2 separate regions of the Mus musculus genome follow, and region 1 is linked to region 2. The links are chromatin contacts, called in public Hi-C maps. All regions are on one chromosome and are shown on one strand. The core of a region is the stretch at or near the end of the contact, and the rest is flanking DNA. Distances in the headings are between cores, read along the strand shown. Region 1 overlaps Rgsl1 (regulator of G-protein signaling like 1). Region 2 overlaps Npl (N-acetylneuraminate pyruvate lyase).

Region 1 (6,792 bases), core at 3,460-5,959, 270 kb before region 2:
ATGATTATCTCATTTGAGATATCTAAACCATGATTTTAAACATCATGATTTAAGAAAAAAAAAACCAACTTTCAAAATGAGAATAGAAAAAAAGCTATGACATTCCGATAAAGGATGTCTATCAAAAACCTACATAAAGGCATCTGTAAAGGAGATGGGTAAATTAGTCAGAAGAAGGTTACATGCACGCAGCTTTGAATAATAGCTGTGACTGTGACATAAGAGGTTACATGAGCAGTTAAAATTGGAAAGGGGAGTAACTAGAGATACAGTTGCAGCCTGCCAAGGAAGATGAAACCCCGGAGGGAGCACAGCCTACCCAAGAAAGACTGTGAGAGAAAAGGAAAGGGGATCGTGGGCGAAACATTAGCTTTAACTCCATTCAAGGGGCAGCCAGGTGTGCTGCCTTTAATCCCAGCACTAGGGAGGCAGAGATAGGCGGGTCTCACAGGTCCAGAAACTACACTGTAACCCACGTTCGGTTTCATTCCCTACTCGGAACAGTCTCCAAGGTCTCTATCCTTTCCCCTCTAGCAACAATACAACGCTCTGTTTTCCAGGAACTTAACAGAAGTCCTCCTAAATAATGCACACCTCGAGTACTTCAAAGAGTTCCTCAAAGACCGGAAGTCTGAAAGCCCGTTGCAGTTCCTGATAGCCGTACAGAAGATCATGATGGAGACCAATGAAAAGACTTATAAGACATCTTTGGAAAATATAACCAAGACTTATCTCCACGGAAAGGTCCCTGCCGGTGTGCCTCTCTTTCTCTTGATTCTCCCTTTAGTTTCTTGGGAGGAGAAGTTTGGGAAGTAGCCTGACTCCATCAAAACCGCTAGAGAGAACTGAGAGGGAAATGGCCACATGGGGGCAATATTGAGACACCGAGGATGAATGCAGAGAACAATTTTAAGCCCAAAGTCAGCACACTGATGAAAGGAAATCACAAGTGAGATACATTCCATACACACGCTCATTAATCTCCTTTATTGTTGGGAATCTAACCTAAACTCCAGTAAGGTAGGAATAAGTAGCTGCATTTTCTAAACAAAGGAAGTACAACGCATTGAAGTTAGCTATAACTTATTCCATTGAATGCAAATTCCAATTATTTGACCATTAAAATGACTAGCCTGGGACTAGCTATAAGCAAACAGGTGGTGTTCTCCATCCCCAGAAGAAGAGTTGCACTGGGGAACACTGTGTCTGACAACCGTTCCTAAATGTTGTCTTGTTTTCCTGTCTAAGGTGGTGGTAAAGACTGTGGAAATACATTTTAGCTGGAGATTGCAAGTAAAGTTTAGCTCATGGCTCTAGAAAAAGGAGGTGAGAGCACAATGCCCTTCTAAAGCTGTAGAGCCGAGCTTCTTGTCTGTCACAGGGGAACAGGCAGAGTTTATGTAGGCAGAAAGGGGCTCATTTATTTAGTGGTTTTTTTACTTGTTTGTTTGCTTGGTTTGGTTTTGTTTATCCAAGGCAAGTGTAGAAATACAAAAAAAAAGAAAAAAGAAAAAGTTCAAAAGTAACAAGTCTCTCTTGTTCATTTATTTGTTTGTTTTGAAACAGGGTCTTGCCACACACTGCAGACTGGCCTGAAACCCGTCTATGTAGCCCAGACTGGCCTTAAACTCTCAAGCTTCCAGCATCTGCCTGCCATGTCCTGGGATGTACAGAAATGCCCCAGCTCAGCATGCGAGTTTGTAGGTCCAATTCGAATGCATTAATAATAAACTCAGATTCACAAATATTGCATTGATATCACATTAATGCAATTATAAGAAGTTACAAAGCACTTCCCCTTGATGTGCCTTAAACAAGAGGGAGCCCAGATTTGAATTTCTACTTGTCCTGTGTCTCCTGCCAGGAGCTAAGTCCCACAGCTAGCTCCACAGGTTCATTGACAGTCTAAACTATAGTTCTTATGTATACATTAACATCGAACTTTTGTATAGATAAACCCAGTCAATATTTTATCTTTTGTCCTTGCAACTACAATATATCATTCATTCCTTTTACAATCTTTAGTTAATGGTTTTATGGCCTAAAGGAATGTATTCATTCCTAAATTGTAAATCTTTTTGCCTGCTTTCCATCTAGTGCAATTAACTTGTGATATGTGAAGACTGGCAGAGTTCTAATAGCAGTTTTCATATCATAGAGGACTTTAATTGCAACCCTATTATAAAGGGCTCAATAGTTATTAGTATAAATTTAGGAATTCTTATAGAATCATTAGGAATTAAGAAATCATCTATTTCTCTATATAGCATCACTACAAGATAGTGCATCTTCTTTGATCTGCAGAAAATCTGCCCGGTAGGGTGGGCTAACACCCAGGGATTGCTATATTAATTTAATAATGACAGGGAGGACATATCAATAGCAAGAATCATTCCTGAGATTTGTGTCTTAGGGCCTTGCCTCCAGAGCTTATCCACCACCATCTATGCAAAATGATGGACATTTCAGGAAAGTCACCCACTAGTCTTAGCCTCTCCTAAATGGCTTCTGACAGTCTTCCATCATCTTCTGTCCATGGTATGAGTCTGAATCTGCGCCTGCCTGAATGCTGTCTTGTGAACCTGTCCCTGTGTTTGTGTGTTCCTGTGTATGTCCATGGCAGAGGGTTCTGCTTTCTTATTGAACAGCACAGAAAGCACAATATGAAGAAGGAATGGGGCACTTTACAGAAATCCTTAACAGAGTCTTATAAGGGGTGAAGCCACTGATTCCAGATTATTCCAGCTGACCCAGATACCAATCAAACCAATGCCATCAAGCGATATCCATACATTGCTCCAACATTTTTTTTGTGCACATTCATTTTATGAAGCTAGTTTGGTCCTATCTTCTGTCCTCAGCAAATGATTATCATAACATACATGCACACATACACTCACCTTGGGACATAATTTAAGATTTGCATCAGTTGTAAAGATTAATTACCTGAGAAATCTAAGGCAAGGAGGGTCAGTTGTTACATTGTTCTCTTAAAGGCAGGTTAAGTAGACTGCAGTAGTAGTCCTAAGCCTAAAGTGACCTTGGGGTACATTTTGAACTCTGACGATGAGGCCCACCCAAAGTTCCTGTCTTTTAGAATGCAAGAGGTATCTTTATTATTATGCATTGGCACATATAAGAAATACTTGTTTGCTGAATTTTAAGATGAGTTCTATGCATCATTCTGGAAGGTCTCAGAGAGAAAGGAGTGCCCAGATACTCCGAAGCGCATGCTCAAGCTCATTAACAGTCCTATTGTCTCTGGACACGGAGCATCGTGGTGCGCTCCACAGTGACTGTCGCATCTTGGGCTCTCCTTCTGTACCTGAAGAGTTCGCTTTGTTCCTTTCCCCCTAAGCCTCTCTCTAAACTGGAAAACTTCACCCCAGCTACAGAAATGAATTCAAATTTTATTTTAACTTTATTTTCTTTCAAGCTTTCATCTTTGAAATGGGACTAAGAAAGATAGTGTTTTGTCTACAAAAAATAGTTTCCCATAACATATAAAATAATCTTTGGAGACTTGCAAATTGTAGAAGGCTCAGTGAGGCCAGAATAATACCAGAGTCATGAGCCTTTCTCATGAAACCACCAAACTATGGACAGAAATGACTCTCCTTTCCCCCTCCCTCCCTCTATTCCTCCCTCCCTCCCTCCCTCCCTCCCTCCCTCCCTCCCTCCCTCCCTCCCTTTCTCTCATTCTTTAGAGGAAATACTGCAGTGTGATGCTCCCTTTATCAAAGAAATTGCTAATGTGCGTCACATCACCACCACCACGTTGCTGATGCTCCAGGGTTATGTCATGAAATCTGTGGAAGAAAAATGGTGAGCATGTTCAGAGAAGGTGGGGTTCCCTCTGGGGTTGCTTCCTAGCTTTGAAAAGCCACATTAAGCAAAGATCTCCCAGACCTCATAGTGTACTGCTAGAGCTGTCCTACAAAAGAAACACCAAACTTACTTTGAAATCTCCTGCCTGCCTGTGTTTGCAACACACACATACACACACTCACTTACACATATACACACACTCAAACATACACACATATATAAAATATACACAGGCACATATACATAAATGCATATATACAACACACATACAGAGAGAGGGGGAGAATGAGGAAGAATACAGCGCTGAGAAGCACAGATAGGCTGACTTTAGATAAAATTGAGATAGTCAGAGGAGAGCTTTTGAGTATCCCACACTTCCCACTGTAACTCCTGCAGGAGCTGACATGGAAAAGGCCTTGTTATGTTTCATGCACCGTGGTTTTATCTTCTTTAATACTCTCTGTCGCCTTTCTGGTAGGTTTAAGGAATACCAAGACTTGTTTCCACCACGATCTGTGGAGTTTGAGTTTGTTGAAGCACAGGCCGTCCCTAGGAAGCCCTCAAAGTCAACAACACACCTACACGACTCCCAGGTCAGTGAGAGGGAAGAGGGGAGGACATTACAGGCAGGAAAGCCATTGTCCAGGCACTATCGGCTGTACAAAAGATTGTCCCTGTTAGGCCCCTTGATATATTACTGAAAGAAAGGATTACTCTTCGCTGTGTGAGTTGTGTTTTAAGCCCCATTTTACAAAAGGATAATCTGAGGCTCAGAGAAACGTACTGGGAAGTCCCTTCCTGATCTGCCTCTCTCTGGCCCCAGCTAAGCGAAAGGCACAAGATCTCCGGAGATGACACTGTGAGAGTATCTGCGGCTCGTGCTTATTTTAAGGATGTGAAACTGACCGTCATGTGGTTTTTGCTAATCTTTCTGCACAAAGATTAGACTGATCAGCCTGGGCTACACATCCAAACACTGGCAACATAAGCCTCACCTTGCAGTATGACAAAGGGTGGGCCTGGAACATGTGTCCCACCGACCAGGAAATACCAGAAAGACAATGGCAGCAGCTGGCAGCGAGTACGCATGTTTCTCCTCCTAAACCCAATTGCCCCTCTTATCCTTAAGGGAGAAGAGACAGGAGCAGTGCACAGGGAAGTCTTTCCATGGGGTTTGAAAAAGCAAAGATACTCCTTTAAAGAACCTCATATTCAGTGTGAGTCATTTAGGTAGAGAAGATTGAGCCCAATTCTACCGGATTCCAATGATCAGGTTAAAATATATCTGAAGATGAGATTTAAGCCCAATACTGTGTACATGAAAATGTGCTGGGTTTTTCTCTCTCCACTCTCTGTATATGAGCCAAATCTGCATGGTGGGATGCTTGCAAGAGTGTGTTTGCTGAATCATCGAGCTTTGTAGTAATTTCAGCTTTCCCCGGTCAGACAAAAGGAAACCAGAATGTTGTCGCTGCCTGCTGTGAGTTACACACTTTGTTACACACATCCAAAAGCCCCTAAACCACAACCCTGGAGGCTGTTGTTTGTGTCTTACACAGAGACACAAGTAAATTGACCCAAATTACACCTCTATGGAGAAGGTAGAGTCTACCCGAAAAGTTTCCAGCTCTCAAATCCACTGCGTTTAGTCCTTCACCGCTGTCTCTCTAAAGCCGTGTTTGCACAGGCCGTCCCCCTCCAAGGATGGAGCAATCTCAGCAAAAAGAGAGGTTTTGGCTCGACTTATCAAAATTTTTGATATGAGCCCAGTTCCTATTAAAGGAATGTAGAACAGAATGTGTTTGCTTGTACAAAGTAAGAAGCCCAAGTGGGGGAATGGGTACTTTAAAGTTTTCATAATGATGAGAAATGGGTTTATACCTTTCTCTATTTCTTTAACACTTTAAGATCTGCCGAGCCATCATTTCCTCCTGGTAAGCAGCAACTTGTTCTCTGTTGCTTCCCTTTTTTTGAATACTGACCTTCCCGGCTTCTGGAAGGGTGTGTGGTAGAAGGAGTTTGAGCACAGGCTCCGTGATTGGAGCCAGACTCCTCTACTTGTCAATTCCTTAGTCTGAGGCAGACTGACTTGGGTTCCCTCACCCTCAAAATGGGAGCTCAAAAGCATCCTTTTATAGAAGTGAGTATTTCCAGCGTAACAGAGATCAGGTTTGTGGCACACACAGAGAAGGTTCTTTGTGAACAATAGCCATGCTAAGGGACACCCTCTTCCTTCTGCAGAAAAGGGGATGGATAAAAATGATCGCCTTCATCAAGAGTTTTTGCAACTACCGCAGATTCATAGCTGATGCCAACAATCGCCAAGAGCTGGCAGATTTCATCTACCTGGAAATGTTCAACAACAAAGAGAGTGAGTCACTTCCCGGACATGGTGGGCAGTCCACATGAGAACTCTAGCTACTTGCTTCGTGCCAGGCCAGCATCAGCCACAGTGAGCCTGGATGACCAGACTTTTCAAGGCCTGCCTGGATAGAGGTGCTTCTCAAAGAGCCAGCAAGTGTGGGAAATAGCAAGGGCACTCTGGCGCCTCACATTTTAAATATATGATATTTTTATTAATTATTTGAAAAATGTATACATGTGTACAATATATTTTGATCATTAGCTTCTTGTTAATTCCTCTCAGATACACTCTCTGCCTCTCTACCCCACTCCAACGTCATGTGTTTGTTTTGTGTTTTTACAACTCATCATATCCAGTTCCTGCTGCTCATATATTTATGGGCATGAAGCCATTCACTATGGCATGGCCATCTTACCAAAGAGGATTCACTTTTTGTGAAATGGTTTCTTTACGTTGTTTACTGTGGTCTCTAAAAATATCTTTAATTTTTTCTTGCTATATCATATATATAATAATCAGTATATGCTATTAATAAAGAGGTAACAAAATTACAAGAACATGTAGGACACAGTCTTCAGAACACCGCCAATGCTTTGAAG
Region 2 (7,678 bases), core at 4,771-7,270:
GAGCCACTGTGAGGGGGCTAGGAACTAAACCTGGGTCTTCTGCAGAAAGCAACAAGCAAGTGCTCTTCACCTCTGAGCCATCTCTGTAGTCGTGATGGGCATGATGGACAGAGAGAACAGGCCTTAATTTTTAAAGGAAAGCTGGTAGAAACCTGTGGAGGCATGCTTAGCTCTAAGTCCTGGAGCATTTATGATAGGATTAGAGTAGAAGAAATGCCTCTGGGAATGCTCGCTCGCTCAGGTTACACCAGAACCAGAAAGTTTCTCCAGAAAGGGAAGGCAAGGCAAGGCAAGGCTGGTGAGATAGCTGAGTGGGAAAGGTGCTTGCCTGCCACACCCCCAAACCTGATGATTTGGTTCAATTCCTGGGACCCACATGATGGACAGACTCCCCAAAGGGGAGTGGCCTCTACAACATACACACACATACACCATGTATCACTACCACCAGTTTATGTCTTGTGCATATTAGGCAAGCCATCTATCAGCTGAACTATGTACCCTACCCTAGAGTAGATTTTTAATAATTATTAATATGAGCAGTTCATGAGCCAGGTTATTTTTTGAATAACCATCAAAAACAAACTAAATATCCATTATTTCCTATTTCCCCCTGTCTTTTAGAGAAATCAACTTTCCTGTCATTGGTCAGTATGTGGATTACCTGGTGAAGGAACAGGGGGTGAAGAATATTTTTGGTAAGTTATCTTGAGAGTTCTCTGTATGTGTCTAGCTCAGGCCTTAGCAAGTCATAGATCTCACCTGACTAGGAGGTCATAGGGCATGTGTCAGAGGTCATGGAGGAGCCTGCTAGGATAACTGAAAGTTGCAGATGTGTAGGCTCACTGACTTTAGGTCTACAGATTCCTTGTAGAGTACCTCGTTTGGCAGTGTGCCAACAAATACAGTATTTTCATCCGCCACTTATAGAGACAAAACGCTATGTGTTAGTGACCCTTGAGGTCATGAAAAAAGGGGTAGAGTAACAGCAAAGCCTGCTTAAGTAACAGTTTAGTTCTCTGATACAGGGCCCGGCAAAGTGGCACACCCCTTTAATCCCAGCACTTGGGAGGCAGAGGCAGGCAGATCTCTGAGTTCAAAGGCAGCCTGGTCTACAGAATGAGTTCCAGGACAGCAAGGGGCACACAGAGAGACCCTGTCTTGAAAGAAAGAAAGAAAGAAAGAAAGAAAGAAAGAAAGAAAGAAAGAAAGAAAGAAAGAAAGAAAGAAAGAAAGAAAGAAAGAAAGAAAGAGGGAGGGAGGGAGGGAGGGAGGGAGGGAGGGAGGGAGGGGAGGGGAGGGGAGGGGAGGGGAGGGGAGGGGAGGGGAGGGGAGGGGAAAGGAAGACAGACCTGCTCTTTTCTGAAGGAAAATATGGGAGGGGGGTTGACTAGAAGAAGGAGGCGATTAGGGTGTATCATATGAGAGAAGAGTAAATAAAGGAAAAAATAAATTTACAAGGATTAAAAAGTAATTACATACATACATACATACATACATACATACATACATACATACATACATACATACAAGTTAAACTGTTATGGTAGCATGCACCTATAATCCCAGCTAAGGCAGGAGGATCATAAGGCCAGCCTGGAAACAGTATAACACTCTGCCTTTAAAAAAAAAAATCGAGCCGGGAGTGGTGGCGCACATCCCAGCATTTGGGAGGCAGAGGCAGGCGGATTTCTGAGTTTGAGAACAGCCAGGGCTACACAGAGAAATCCTGTCTCGAAAAACATACATACATACATACATACATACATACATACATACATACATACATACATCGCTGGACCAGAGAGGTGGCTCAGTGGTTAAGACTCTTGCCACTTTTGCAAAGGCACATACGTGCACACAGACACACAGAAATAAAAATAATAAATCTTTTTTTTTATTCCCATCTGTCCCTAATGGCTAGGAGCAATTTCTAACCGAAGTCACAGTTGACCTCCTCGCTGTCTTTTTACTAGATGAAGGTAGAAAAAGGACCAAGTCTGAATTTTAAAATGGACAAGCGCCTGTCTCCCTCTGGGCTCCTTCTCTGTTTATTCTTCTCCCTTCCTCTCACGCAGGGGTTTCAGACCCAGTCCTTCCAGACTTAGGATTGACAGAATAAAAAGCATTGCCGGGTCCCACTGACTGACTCTTTGTTTGAAACAGTGAATGGCACCACAGGAGAAGGCCTGTCCCTGAGCGTCTCTGAACGTCGCCAGGTCGCGGAGGAATGGGTTAACCAAGGGAGGAACAAGTGAGTATGACTGAGTGAGTGACCCACTCAAGATCTGTGCCAGCAAGGCTCCTCCCACTGTCCCAGTCAGCTGAGGGGGGACAGGAGCTGGAGCTCTGAGCCTCCCACACATGGCAAGGACGCTCCTTCCCTGTCTCTGGGGAAGGGCAGCCGGACCACAAAACACCCCAGCTCTTACTCAGAAACCACTCTGATCTGCCTGTGAGGCCAAGGCCTCAGGGTTTCCCGTCCTTGGACTAAAGGAGGAGAACAAGAGGGTGACCTGCTGTTGTGTGTATTATTCCTGTCTTAGTTAGGGCTTCTGTTGCTATGATGGCACACCATGAGTTGAGCTAAGCAGCTTGGAGGGAAAGGGTTTATCTAGCTTATACTGCCACATCATAGTTCATCACTAAGGGGAGGCAGAGCAGGAACTCAAATAGAACAGGAACCCAAAGGTGGGCGCTAACTCAGGCAGTGGAGGAGGGGGACTTACTGGCTTGTTCCTTGTGGCTTGATCAGTTTGTTTTTATTTTATTTTTATAGTTTATTTTATGGATTTTTGGTTTTTTGAGACAGGGTTTCTCTGTGTACCCTGGCTGTACTGCAATTCTCTGTAGACCAGGCTGGTCTGGAACTCACAGAGATCTGCCTGCCTCTGCTCCCCGAGTGCTGCTAGGACTAAAGATGTGTGCCACCACCATTGAGGTTGTTATTTTCTTATACGCCCTAGAACCCTCTGCCTATGCTAAGCCCTCCCACAGCAATCTCACATCAAGAAAATTCCCCTAGACCAGTGGTTCTCAGCCTTCCTAATGCTGTGACCCTTTAATACAGTTCTAGGTGTGGGGACGCCCCCCCAACCATAAAATTACTTGTGTTGCTACTTCCTTTTTTTCCATTTTTTTATTAGGTATTTAGCTCATTTACATTTCCAATGCTATACCAAAAGTCCCCCATACCCACCCACCCCCACTCCCCTACCCACCCACTCCCCCTTTTTGGCCCTGGCATTCACCTGTACTGGGGCATATAAAGTTTGCAAGTCCAATGGGCCTCTCTTTCAAGTGATGGCCTATTAGGCCATCTTTTGATACATATGCAGCTAGAGTCAAGACCTCCGGGGTACTGGTTAGTTCATAATGTTGTTTGCACCTACAGGGTTGCAGTTCCCTTTAGCTCCTTGGGTGCTTTCTCTAGCTCCTCGATTGGGGGCCCTGTGATCCATTCAATAGCTGACTGTGAGCATCCACTTCTGTGTTTGCTAGGCCCTGGCATAGTCTCACAAGAGACAGCTATAGCTGGGTCCTTTCAGCAAAATCTTGCTAGTGTATGCAATGGTGTCAGCGTTTGGAAGCTGATCATGGGATGGATCTCTGGATATGGCAATCACTAGATGGTCCATCCTTTCGTCACACTTCCAAGTTTTGTCTCTGTAACTCCTTCAGTGTTGCTACTTCCTAATTGTAATTTTGCTACTGTTATAAATCATAATGTTAATTATCTGCTATGTGACTCCTGTCAGGCTGAGAACCACTGCCTTTGATTCTAGGGCCTGAAGACTTGCCTACAGGCCAATCTATGGAGGTATTTTCTCATTAGGATTCCTTTTTTCCAGATGACCCTACCTTGTGTCAGATTGACATAAAACTAGCCAGCTCCCCAATGCATCACACCGGGGAGCTGGAGCAACGTCTTTGCCCTCAGTCTTCTTTCCATCCAATTGAGAAGCAGGTTGTAAAATCCAACACTTCCCAGGTCTGATTAAGTATACACGGAGACAAAGACGTGGTTGGAAGTATTCAGATAGAGACAAGATATTGTCGGTTAGTAGTAACAGCTGAGCAAGCCCCCCCCCCCTTCCTATATAGCTAAGTGTGGATTGGAGGAGCCCAAAGCTGGTGTCTACATGGGGAGGCTTCTTCATCCCCAATGGTGGGATGCTAGCACAGCTTGCCAGAGCGATGTTAGGTAGACTTTTTTTCTTACTATGTTTGTTTATTTTTATTTGTCTATTTTGGGTGGTTTGGGTTTTTGGTATCATTTTGATTTGGTTTAAGTTTTGATTTTTTTGAAGCAGGGTTTCACTGTACCCCCCTGGCTGTCCTAGAACTTGCTCTGTAGACCAGGCTGGCCTCGAACTCAGAGCTCCACCTGCCTCTGCCTTGGAGTGTTGGAACTAAAAGTGTGCGCCACTACTGCCCCGTGGTTTGTTTTCGAACTGAAGCAGGCTGAATCACCTGCCAAGTTCCTTTATTATCATTATGATTATTATTATCATCACCATCATGATGTTTGAGAGTGTGAGCTTCTGAGTTTGAGGCCAGCCTGGTCTACAGAGTGAGCTCCAGGACAGCCAGGGATACACAGAGAAACCTGTCTTGAAACCACCACCCCTCCCACAAATAAAAATAAATTTAAAAAAGAGAGAGTGTGTGTGAAGGTCAGAGGACAGCTTGAAAGAGTCAGGTCTTTTCATCGAGTGGGTCCTGGGGATAGAACTCTGATCCTTAGACTTCTCAGCAAGGCTCCTTTACCCATTGACTCATCCCTCCAAACTCTTTTATTTTCCCCTAAGGGAGAGACTTTTGTTAACCTGGCTGGCCTGGTTCAACTCATTATGTAACCAAAGATGACCTTGATTTTTTTTTTTTTTTTTTTGGTTTTGGTTTTTCTAGACAGGGTTTCTCTGTATAGCCCTGGCTGTCCTGGAACTCACTTTGTAGACCAGGCTGGCCTTGAACTCAGAAATCCGCCTGCCTCTGCCTCAGTGTTGGGATTAAAGGCGTGTGCCACCACGCCCAGCTTGTTTTGATGTCCTTGAAACTGGGTCTTAAGTAACTTAGGCTGACCTTGAACTTTTGATCCTCCTGTCTCCACCACCCAAATGTTGGGATAGCAGGTGCAGTGTGACAGGAACTAATGCCCTAGTATTTTTATTTTATTTTTTATTTTTATTTTTTGAGACAGGATCTTTTGACATAGGTCTGACTATCTCACTATATAGACAAGGCTTGCTTGAACTCAGAGACTCACCTGCCTCTGATGCTGAGATTAAAGGTGTGCGTACCACGTTGCTTGCTTTCTCCAGACTGCTCTATTCTTTAGACTTAGGCATGCTAACTAATGTCAAAGTCCGTCCCCCTTCCTCCCTCTGCCATGTTGCTCTTATGTCTTTAGTTCAACTTTGTCTGTCTGTAGGCTCCTGCAGTACAAGCTTACTGTCTTTCCGTGAAGTTTCTCTTTCATTCAGTCCTGGGGCGGGAGTGGTTCTGCAGCAGTGCAAAGGTGGATTCGAGCTGGGGAAGGGGAGCTGTGAGGGGAGCTGTGAGGGGAGCTGTGAGGGGAGCTGTGAGGGAGCTGTGAGGGGAGCTGTGAGGGGAGCTGTGAGGGAGCTGTGAGGGGAGCTGTGAGGGGAGCTGTGAGGCCGCGAAATGCAGAAGCAGGGCTGAGGTTTCCTTTGTTTGATGGAGGGCGGGAAGTCCTGCCCTGCTGCCACGCAGCTGCAGCTCCTCCGGGAAGCTGAGGTCAGCTTTTTCTCTTCCTACAGAGGATTCCTCTTTCTGTATTCTTTTCCTCTGGAGTTTGCCCCCCCCTTGTCACTTTTCTTTTTATGAATACTTTTATTATTTATTCGTTTTATTGTATGAGTGTATGTGGTAAGTTATCTGCGCCAACGAAATGAGCGAATGCAAACCAAATTAAGGTAGAAAGGCAGGTTTACTGGGGAGTAGCTCTTCACCAGCCACAAAGGAAGGGGGTCAGTGCAGTTGCCATGGAGAGCGAGACAGAGCGGAAGAAAAAGAGAGAAAGCATGTATGCAGAGAGAGAAGAGAGAGAGATGCAGAGAGAGGTGGGGAGGAGAGAACCAAAATGTCTGGATGATAGGAAGCCCAGCTCTTGGGCTGGAAAGTTCAGGGTAGAGGGCAGGCTGTGCCCATGCCCTGTAAGAGGTAGGAACTGAGGGATGCTGGAAGAACCTGGAGGCCAGGTCGGCTTTGGTATGTTAAATACACATCTCAGCTGCTTGTCCCGGGTCTGAAACCGGGACAGTATGTAGGTGTACCACAAGTGTGCTTGCTGTCTACAAAGGCCAGAAAAAGATGTCAGATTTGTTAGCATTTCTTCTAGGTTCCGCCCTACAGTTACCTGGCAACAGCCAGATGTGCCTGACTCCTTATAAAGGGGACTGCTGGCCCTCTCCTCACTCTCTTCTCTTGCTCCTCTTCTCTTATTCTCTTCCTCTCGTCCCCCTCTATCCCCCCTCTCCCCTCCTCTTTCCATGTGTTCAAGGTCAGTCTCTACTCTCTTTGTCTTTCTCCATCTCTTCTACCTCCTCAACTCCCATCCCCATGCCCTAAATAAACTCTTTTTGGTTTTTGGAGACAGGGTTTCTCTCTATAGCCCTGGCTGTCCTGGAACTCACTTTGTAGACCAGGCTGGCCTCGAACTCAGAAATCCGCCTGCCTCTGCCTCCCGAGTGCTGGGATTAAAGGCGTGCGCGCCACCACACCCGGCCCGGCTCTCTTTTCTATTCTATACCTTCCTGTGACTGTACCTCAGAGGGAAGGGATGCCTCAGCATGGGCGAGCAGAGGTACCCCCTTCCCATGCACCATACAAGTTCATGCCTCTTCCAAACATGTCCCTGGCTTCTTTTTCTTTTTTTATTAAAACACTTGCGTTACAGACAATTGTAAGCCACCATGTTAGTGCTTGGAATTGAACCCAGGTCCTGAAAGAACAAGCCAGTGCTCATAACCACTGAGCCATCTGTCCCATCCCATGTTATGTTCTTGGTAAACGGAGCTCATGTTCTTAGCTGCAGAGTCCTGCATGTCCTGGGAACTGAGCACACTCCCTTTAATGCCAGTCAGGACCCGGTGATCTGGCTCAGCCCTCGAATCCACATTTCCTGCTATATCTTTTACTTTAGATGAAGCTCTTGAGTAGAAGAGTTCTATCTCCAGATGTTTTGAAGAAAGCCTATGTACATTTGGATTCTGAAAGAACTGCCTTGCTGTGGTCTTTTACAAAATTTTCCTTTCTGCATGCTGTTGTGTTTTATAAAAAAGAAAAGGATGCCAGGGATATGTTTGGAGGTTTGGTACTATGTGGGGGAAGGGGACTCTGCAGGCCATGCTGAGGCATCCCTTTCCCCTGAGGGACCTGCCACACGATGGTATAGTATAGAATAGAATTTATTTAGGGCATGGGGAGGGGAGTTGGGGATGTAGTAGAGTTAGAGAAAGGGGGAGAGAGAGAGAAAGAGAGAGAGAGAGTAGAGGCTGGCCATGAACAGGTGAAGAGAGATGGGGGAGAAGGAGGGCGGAGAAAAGGGACAAAATGGGAAGAGGATAGGAGAGCAAGAGAGGAGAGTGAGGAGGGGGGCAAGCAGCCCCTTTTATAGTAAGTCAGGCACACCTGGCTGTTGCCAGGTAACTGT

Evidence for each region. Hi-C and Micro-C count contacts between places; a contact is called where the count stands out from the background.
Region 1: a Hi-C map of bone marrow-derived macrophages shows a contact between it and region 2, with 20 read pairs. The contact joins two enhancer-like sites. A contact is called at or near these places in 5 of 39 promoter capture datasets (the C10 cell line, cranial neural crest, embryonic stem cells and 2 more), 6 of 484 Hi-C or Micro-C datasets (the 63-12 cell line, CD8 T cells, the STO cell line and 3 more), 11 of 115 datasets of contacts at active chromatin or transcription factors (the 230-238 cell line, bone marrow-derived macrophages, craniofacial prominence and 5 more) and 4 of 9 other capture datasets (adipose tissue, liver, macrophages and 1 more).

What each region holds. Positions count from the first base shown.
Region 1 is chr1:153,801,643-153,808,434 of GRCm38.p6, reverse strand. Rgsl1 (regulator of G-protein signaling like 1) reads left to right here. Exons shown (of 22, transcript NM_001368270.1): 12 at 561-754; 13 at 3,708-3,825; 14 at 4,307-4,421; 15 at 6,070-6,199. The region is part of intron 1 of Gm41974 (a long non-coding RNA gene); the gene reads right to left. Among named protein-coding and RNA genes, the nearest start is that of Gm41974, 19 kb to the right of the region's middle. Within about 2 kb of position 4,709, at least 55 of the 459 cell types and tissues checked have an H3K27ac peak or open chromatin away from gene starts, as enhancers often do. A contact at or near this core is called in adipose tissue, bone marrow-derived macrophages and microglia, where this site is marked.
Region 2 is chr1:153,530,448-153,538,125 of GRCm38.p6, reverse strand. Npl (N-acetylneuraminate pyruvate lyase) reads left to right here. Exons shown (of 12, transcript NM_028749.1): 3 at 625-698; 4 at 2,167-2,254. Among named protein-coding and RNA genes, the nearest start is that of Npl, 15 kb to the left of the region's middle. Within about 2 kb of position 6,020, at least 148 of the 459 cell types and tissues checked have an H3K27ac peak or open chromatin away from gene starts, as enhancers often do. A contact at or near this core is called in adipose tissue, bone marrow-derived macrophages and microglia, where this site is marked.